Regions from separate parts of the Mus musculus genome. Here region 1 is linked to region 2. A link is a contact called in public HiChIP or PLAC-seq data. All regions are on one chromosome and are shown on one strand. Each heading gives the region's core, a stretch centred on a gene start, on an enhancer-like site or on the middle of the called end of the contact. The rest is flanking DNA. Distances are from core to core; before and after follow the strand shown. Region 1 overlaps Gm11413 (predicted gene 11413). Region 2 overlaps Ttc39b (tetratricopeptide repeat domain 39B).

Region 1 (3,430 bases), core at 463-2,962, 71 kb after region 2:
CACATGCTCTACCTCATTTCCGTGGTCCATGCTCACAGTGGCATTTTAAGGTTCCCTGACCCTTCTACATTTTCATTTTTATTGTAGCCATACTAGAAACTGCCTCAAATAATCTCTAACAAAGGAGAATAAACATACAAAACAATCCTGTCAGGCCAGGCATGATGGTACACACCTTTAATTCTGTCACTGGGGAGGCAGAGGCAGATGGATCTTTGTGAGTTTGAAGCCAGCGTGGTGTACATGATGAGTTTCAGGTGGGCTAGGGCTATACAGTAAGACCCTGTTTCAAATAAATAAATAAATAAATAAATAAGAAAACAAACGGTGATCGTGTGGTGGTTTGGATGAGAAGTGTTCCCGTAGGCTGGTGTATTTGAACACTTGGTTCTCAGTGGGTGGCGCTGATTAGAGGGGCTATGGGATCTTTAGGAGACAGAGTCTTAAAGGAGTAGGTAAATTACTGAAGCCAGGCTTTGGGGGTTTGTAGCCTCATCCACTTGACATTCTCTCTGCACTGGCTGGTGCATCTCTCTGCTACTCCATGTAGTGTCTTCTCTTAAGTTATATACACAGCATTTGCTTCTGCGGGCTTCTGCCACCCACAGAATTTAATTACAAATTCTAGGGTCCATTCCTCAGCTGTCACTTCTCTTTACCTGCTTCCTAACCATTTGTCCCTCGTTTCTCTGCATGTTGTGCTGCCCTGCTCTGCTCTCCATATGGGTACCTACATGTTTCTCTGGCCTCTCTTGCTACTTCATAGCTGTGATTTTGTTGTTGTTATGACCTGTAATATAAAAATCTGAGAAGCAGGATATCTAATATGCCACCACTGTGAAAGGGTCATTTGACTCCCAAAGGGGTTGGGACCCACAGGTTGAGAACCACTGCTCTAAAGGAGCAGAACTGGTAGAATGCATCTAAATTTAGATATAGAAAGGGGATGTGTTAGAGTAGCCTACAGGCTGTGGTTTAGCTAATCCAAACAATGACTGTCTGCCAACAGAAATTCCAAGAATCTAGTATCAGAATGTTGTTCAGTCCACAGGGCTGAATATCTCAGCTGAGTATCTTCAGTTTATGCTAAAATCTTCAAGACATAATCTCTGATGCCACTGGAGGAATGGGCTTGTCAGCAATGGAGAGGAAAGTCAAGCCAAGTGAAAGCAATCTTCCTTTTTCCATTTCTTTATGTAGGCTTCCAGCAGAAGGTGTGGCCCAGATTAAAGGTCGATCTTCCCATCTTCAAAAGAAACAGATTAAAAGTGGATCGTTCCCACTTCAAATGATTTAATTGAGGAAAAAGAAATCCATCATAGTTACCCAAGACAATGTTTCCAGAAGGACATACCAATGTACCCCAGGAGGCACAGTGTTTTCCCATGGAATGCAATGACATGTGTTTGAATCAGAAGGCCCAGAAGGCCATAAAGCACAGAAACTGTCCATTATAAAATGGAGGCAGCATATTATGTGATCAGGCCAGAGCAGGTCGTAAGGATACAAACTACTTACATAAACCTGTCTAAATGTCCATGCTCCTCACTTATGTTACAAGGCTTTCTGTACACAGGCAAGCATCTATAACTTCGTGGAAGATGCTCTATGATTGGTAGAAGAAGAGCATGCTAGGGCCTGGTTCACTGCTGGTTCTCCACTCTAGGCAGGAATGATCCAGGCGTGGGCAGTTATGTTACAGCACTTTCCCAGAACGGCCCTCAAAGGCTCTGGTGAAGAGAAACCAGCACAGTGCGCAGGAGCCCAGGCACTTCACAGAGACATACACTTTGCCCGGTGAGAGGAAAAATGGCCAGATATATGGTTACATACTTATTCATGGCTGTAGCCACTGGTTTGGCTGGACGATCAGGGACATGGAAGGAGCATGATTATGAAACTAGTGAAAAAGTCACCTTTCTCTAAATGGGCAAAGGACATGAAAATACACGTATCCCAGGGGCAGCCATTCAACAAACAGACCCTGGAACTTCACAGGTGAGAGCAAGCCCCCAGATATGCCCCACCATTATGTTCTGTATCCAAACGACTAAGAAAAACTGATCCCTGAGCCAAATAGTAGCAAGATGCTGACAGGATATAAGTCACCACTTTGCCATCTTGGCCACATAAAAAAATCGTCTGGGAAGCTCTTTCAAAATCCTGGTGCCTGGCTCCAGTGTGATTCATTTGGTTTGAACTGGGGCCAAGGCATTAACAATGCATAAACTCTACAGAGACTAACTTGTACCCAAGCTACAAATATCTGATTTGCCTACCTACATGATTGGGAAACCCAATGATTTCACTGACATAGGAAACGGCTTTTGTTCTCAGGTCTCTAAGTGGTATAACTAGTATGATGGTAGCCAGGGGTAACAACCACAATTACCTAAGAAAAGTAAGACCGGAAAAACCATTAGGAGGCTAAAGGTCATGGTTTAAACACGAAATGTCTCCCATAGGGTTATGTGTTTGAACACTTGGTCTCCAGCTAGGGGTGCTGTTCAATAGGTTATAGAAATATTAGAAGATAGAGTCTTGCTGTGTGGTGGTGGCACAGGATCCCAGTACCAGGGAGGCAGAGGCAAGCAGATCTCTGTGAGTTCAAGGGCAGCATGGTCTACATAGTGAGTTCCCAGATAGCTAGGCTATATAGCAAAACCCTGTCTGGGGTGGGGGTGGGGGTGAGGAAGGACCTTGCTGGGGAAAGTATATCATAGGAAGATGGGCTGATATTTTTATAACCTGGTCCTGCTCCCTCTTCGCTCTCCTTCCTGACTACCTCATCTTCTTACAGACATGCCTTCCTATAATGAATGACTGTTCAGGTCCTGGACTGTAAGTCAAAATAAACCCTTTATTTCTTAAGTTGATTTCTTGGGGTGTTCTATCAGAGCAGCAGAAAAGAAACAAATACCCCTGTTATCCAACTACTTGAGAAACTGAGGCAGAAGGATATAGGGTTCAAAGGAAGTCTAGGCTAGATGGCCAGACCTGTATCAAGAAGACAGGAGGAGAATCAAAGCTGAAAATCAGTAAAGACACATATTCAGCAAAAGCAGATGATAAACAAAGGCAGTTTGATTGGCTGTGTCATAAGCAACAGGTTTTTAAAACACTGGCACTGTGGGAAAGAGTAGACCAGTCAGAGGGTGGGTTTTTAAAGTACTCCCAGCATCAAGGGCACAGGAACGCCAGCCTGAGAGCCCTGACAATCAAAATTAACCCACCAGAAGGAATTCAGCAAGCTGTCATACTCTGGTCCAGTGTAAAAATTATTCCAGGCCAATGAAATAGCTCAGAGGTAAAAATACGTGCTGCACAAACCTGAATTCAATTCCTGAAGCCCACAGTGGAAGGAAAAAAACAGCTTCAGAGAGTTCCTCTGACATCCACACATGTTCCATGGCATGAGTTTACCTATGCA
Region 2 (3,357 bases), core at 164-2,663:
TACCCTGTGACTCTGAGGTGTATCTTTACTTTATTCGCCCAGTCCCGGCTCTCATAGCTGACACACCAATGTACACTCTCAAAGGGACTTTAGCAGTGTGTTTGGTTTGCTGCTGTCTGAAGCTGACTTCACCACTTAGCCATTACCTAATCTCTCAACTCCTCCAAATGCCTGGGTGTAGATTAGGTTCCGCCTGCTCAGATTCACCAGTGCATGCATACAGTGGGGACTAGGAGAAGGAGGACCCTAAGTGTCTAGGCTAGCCAGAGTAAACAGTGAAAACAAAATAAAACAAAACAAACACAGGCTCCTTCAGAACACAGAGCGCCATGAAGGCTTAGCCCTAGTCATGGTTTACCTTAAATAGACCCAGAGGGAGGCTCCTGGGTTGAAGTTTTGGTCCTCGCTGGCAGTGTGCTAGTGCTTACGTACTAACTACTGAGCTGTGGCGGGGCCTGTAAGAGCTTTGAAGGGAACGTGCCCTTGGAGGGGATATTGGAACCTGTCTGTCTTCTCTCTTTCTCTCTTCCTGGTCTCCACTAGAGCAGCAGCGTTGCTCCAGTACACCTTCCCACTGGAATGTTCTGTCTGGCATGGGGCCAGCTGACCACAGAAGGAAACCAAAACAAACATTTCCTCCCTTAAGTAACAGCGATGGAGAGCGAACTGACAAGAGCCCAGAGCACCAGGGTCTTCCCTAAGTGGGTCATTTCTAGATAGGACTCGGGGGTCATACATGAACAGGAGCCTAGATCAAACACTCTATAGTCCTTCCAAGGACCTGATTTCCTCTTTAAACTGCCTACAGCAACTGCTGTTTCCTGCAATGAAAATTAGATAGAAGACAGATAACAAAAAAGGATATAAACAAACAAGATTGTGCAGATAATACCCACAGCTAGGAGAAAGCAAAAAGGCTCTGCAGTAAAGGCCCGGATAGGAGCCAAGCTAAGCTAAGCTGTCTTAGTTAGGGTGATCACTGCTGTGATCAAACACCATAACCAAAAGGAAAGTTGGAGAGGAAATGGTCTATTTGGTTTACACTTCTACATTATAGTCAATCATTGAAGAAAATCAGGACAGGAACACAAACAGGCCAGGAACCTAGAGGCAGGAGCTGATGCAGAGGTCATGGAGGATGCTGCTTGCTGGTTTGCTCCCCATGGCTTACTCAGCTTGCTTTCTTAGAGAACCCAGGGCCACCAGCCCAGGGGTGTTACCACCCACAAAGAAGTGGGCCTTCAATCACTAATTACGAAAATGCCCTACAGCCTTGCCTATAGCTGGATCTCATGAAGACATTTCCTCAACTGAGGCTCCCTCCTCTCTGATGACTCTAGCTTTGTGCCCATGTTGACGTAAAACTAGCCAGCACAGTCTCTTTGGAAATTTGACCTCTGTGGTGAGTTTGGGAAGTTCAGGAACTGGTGACCAGTGAGTCAGCCAGACAGGAAACACATACACAAGAGCTCTATGGTAGAGAATAACTTGGCACTGAGAGGCAAAATCGGCAGAGAAGGCAAGACACAGCTGGAGGGAGGCAAAAAGCTCAACTATTTGGTCACAAGGAGAGTGGTTTTCTTCTAATTACTATGGACAGCCACTGCAAGTCTGTACACTGAGGAGAAGAAACATGTAATCAGTGTCTGAGAAAGATCGGTGGGGACACAGAACCCCGAGCAGATCACAGAGGTCAAAGAAGAGGCAAGGACACCTACAGGGTGCTCTCCCGGGGGTGGCGCCGTGGAAGACCGTTGTATAGGGTCTTACATGGAGGCCACAGTGAGAGCAAAGGAGACCAAGATGGAGCTAGACTCCACAGCCGTGGCTGACGGCAGAGAAAGGGTGACTGAGGTGGGAAGGGAGGATGAAGTCCGACGCCAGGCCTTTGGGGATGCAGTGCTATTTTAAATCCATCTGCAAAGCCTTTTGTTTGCTTCAGAAGATTACAAATGGATGACAGTCTCCAGTGACCTCCCCTGAAAGCCAGGGCTTTGTAGTCTTCAGCACATACATGGACAAGAGTTCTTTAAACAACCTTAAAATAGTCACATCTAACCTACTGTCATGTGATATACAGACAACTGGGCTTGTGGGCTTTCAAATGGGAGACTTCTTAAATTTTCTCTGACCTCTTTTTGCCCAAGAAATGATTATGCAACGTCAAATGGACAGGTATGCAAAATAGGAATATAAATTAAACATTAATTGACAATAAATAGCCAGGTGTGGTGGCGCACACCTTTAATCCCAGAGGCAGGCAGATTTCTGAGTTCGAGGCCAGCTAGGTCTACAAAGTAAGTTCCAGGACAGCCTGGGCTATACAGAGAAACCCTGTCTTGAAAAAAACAAAAACAAAAAAAAAATTGATAATAAATAATTTTTTAAAATGTGTTTAAAGACAACTCTTTAGCATACCTCTCCTTTTCCTATGTGTTACAGACGAGGGGCCTGGAGAGTGGCTCAGCATTAAGAAGAGTTGTTCCTCTTGCAAAGGACCCAGGTTCAATACCCAGCACCCACACGGTGGCTCACAACCAACTAAAACTCCAGTTCCAAGGGATCGGAAGCTCTTCTGGACTCTAAGGGCATCAGGCATACATTCAGACAGAACACTCACACACTTAAAAAACGAATTTTCACACGAGTAAGGAGGATCTGTTTATCTTTCTATAAAGAATTAAATGTTGCCTGAAGATTTGATACTGCAGGGTACTAAACAGCTTCAGCATTTTTCAGAGTTAAATATTTTGATTTTACAACAGTCATTGGCTCAGAGGTTAAGAGTGCTGTCTGCTCTTCCAGAGGCCCTGAGTTCAATTCCCAGCAAGCACCTAGGGCTCACATCCATCCATCTATCCTAAGATCTGATGCCTTCCTCTGGCATGCAGGTGTACATGCTGATAGAGCATAAATAAGTAAGTTTTTTAAAAAAAAAAAAAAAAAAAAGAAACTAAAGCCATCAACTGAAATAGCAATTCTTAAATGTCCATCCTAGTACAATACAACCCCAGTGCAGACTGACTTCATACTCAGACTGAAGAATGACAGGAGAAATGGGAAAGTCTCTTTTCCTTCAGTCTACCTTGAAAATTCATGGCAAGCAATCCATGTGTGTGACTGATATGAGATCGGCTGGAGTGGCTGGGGATTCACAGCGCCTCTAACAGCTTCACTGTGCCAAAGCAGTCGGGCGCGTCCTGTGACTGCTCCGTACCTACCCAGGAGTCAAGCTCTGTGAGTTAGGAAAGGACTTAGCAGGCCTTTCCCTGGCTTCCCTGGCTTGATGACCATGCTTTACCTCAAAGGCATTGATAAAACACTGACTAACCCAGAGAGAAGGAACGGCTTTATGTT

The links. HiChIP or PLAC-seq counts read pairs in DNA pulled down with a chosen protein or histone mark.
Region 1: an H3K27ac HiChIP or PLAC-seq map of embryonic fibroblasts shows a contact between it and region 2, with 22 read pairs. The contact joins two enhancer-like sites. A contact is called at or near these places in 3 of 39 promoter capture datasets (cranial neural crest, frontonasal cranial neural crest and maxillary cranial neural crest), 1 of 15 datasets of contacts at CTCF or cohesin (CD8 T cells), 12 of 484 Hi-C or Micro-C datasets (CD4 T cells, CD8 T cells, the MC38 cell line and 8 more) and 7 of 115 datasets of contacts at active chromatin or transcription factors (CD8 T cells, a colorectal cancer cell line, double positive thymocytes and 4 more).

Annotation. Positions count from the first base shown.
Region 1 is chr4:83,378,234-83,381,663 of GRCm38.p6, forward strand. It overlaps Gm11413 (predicted gene 11413), which reads right to left. Exons shown (of 3, transcript NR_045450.1): 3 at 84-1,246. Among named protein-coding and RNA genes, the nearest start is that of Gm11184, 3.1 kb to the right of the region's middle. Within about 2 kb of position 1,713, at least 35 of the 459 cell types and tissues checked have an H3K27ac peak or open chromatin away from gene starts, as enhancers often do. A contact at or near this core is called in the MC38 cell line, a colorectal cancer cell line, embryonic fibroblasts and 1 more, where this site is marked.
Region 2 is chr4:83,307,723-83,311,079 of GRCm38.p6, forward strand. All of the region lies in intron 1 of Ttc39b (tetratricopeptide repeat domain 39B), which reads right to left. Among named protein-coding and RNA genes, the nearest start is that of Gm42306, 13 kb to the right of the region's middle. Within about 2 kb of position 1,414, at least 95 of the 459 cell types and tissues checked have an H3K27ac peak or open chromatin away from gene starts, as enhancers often do. A contact at or near this core is called in the MC38 cell line, a colorectal cancer cell line, embryonic fibroblasts and 1 more, where this site is marked.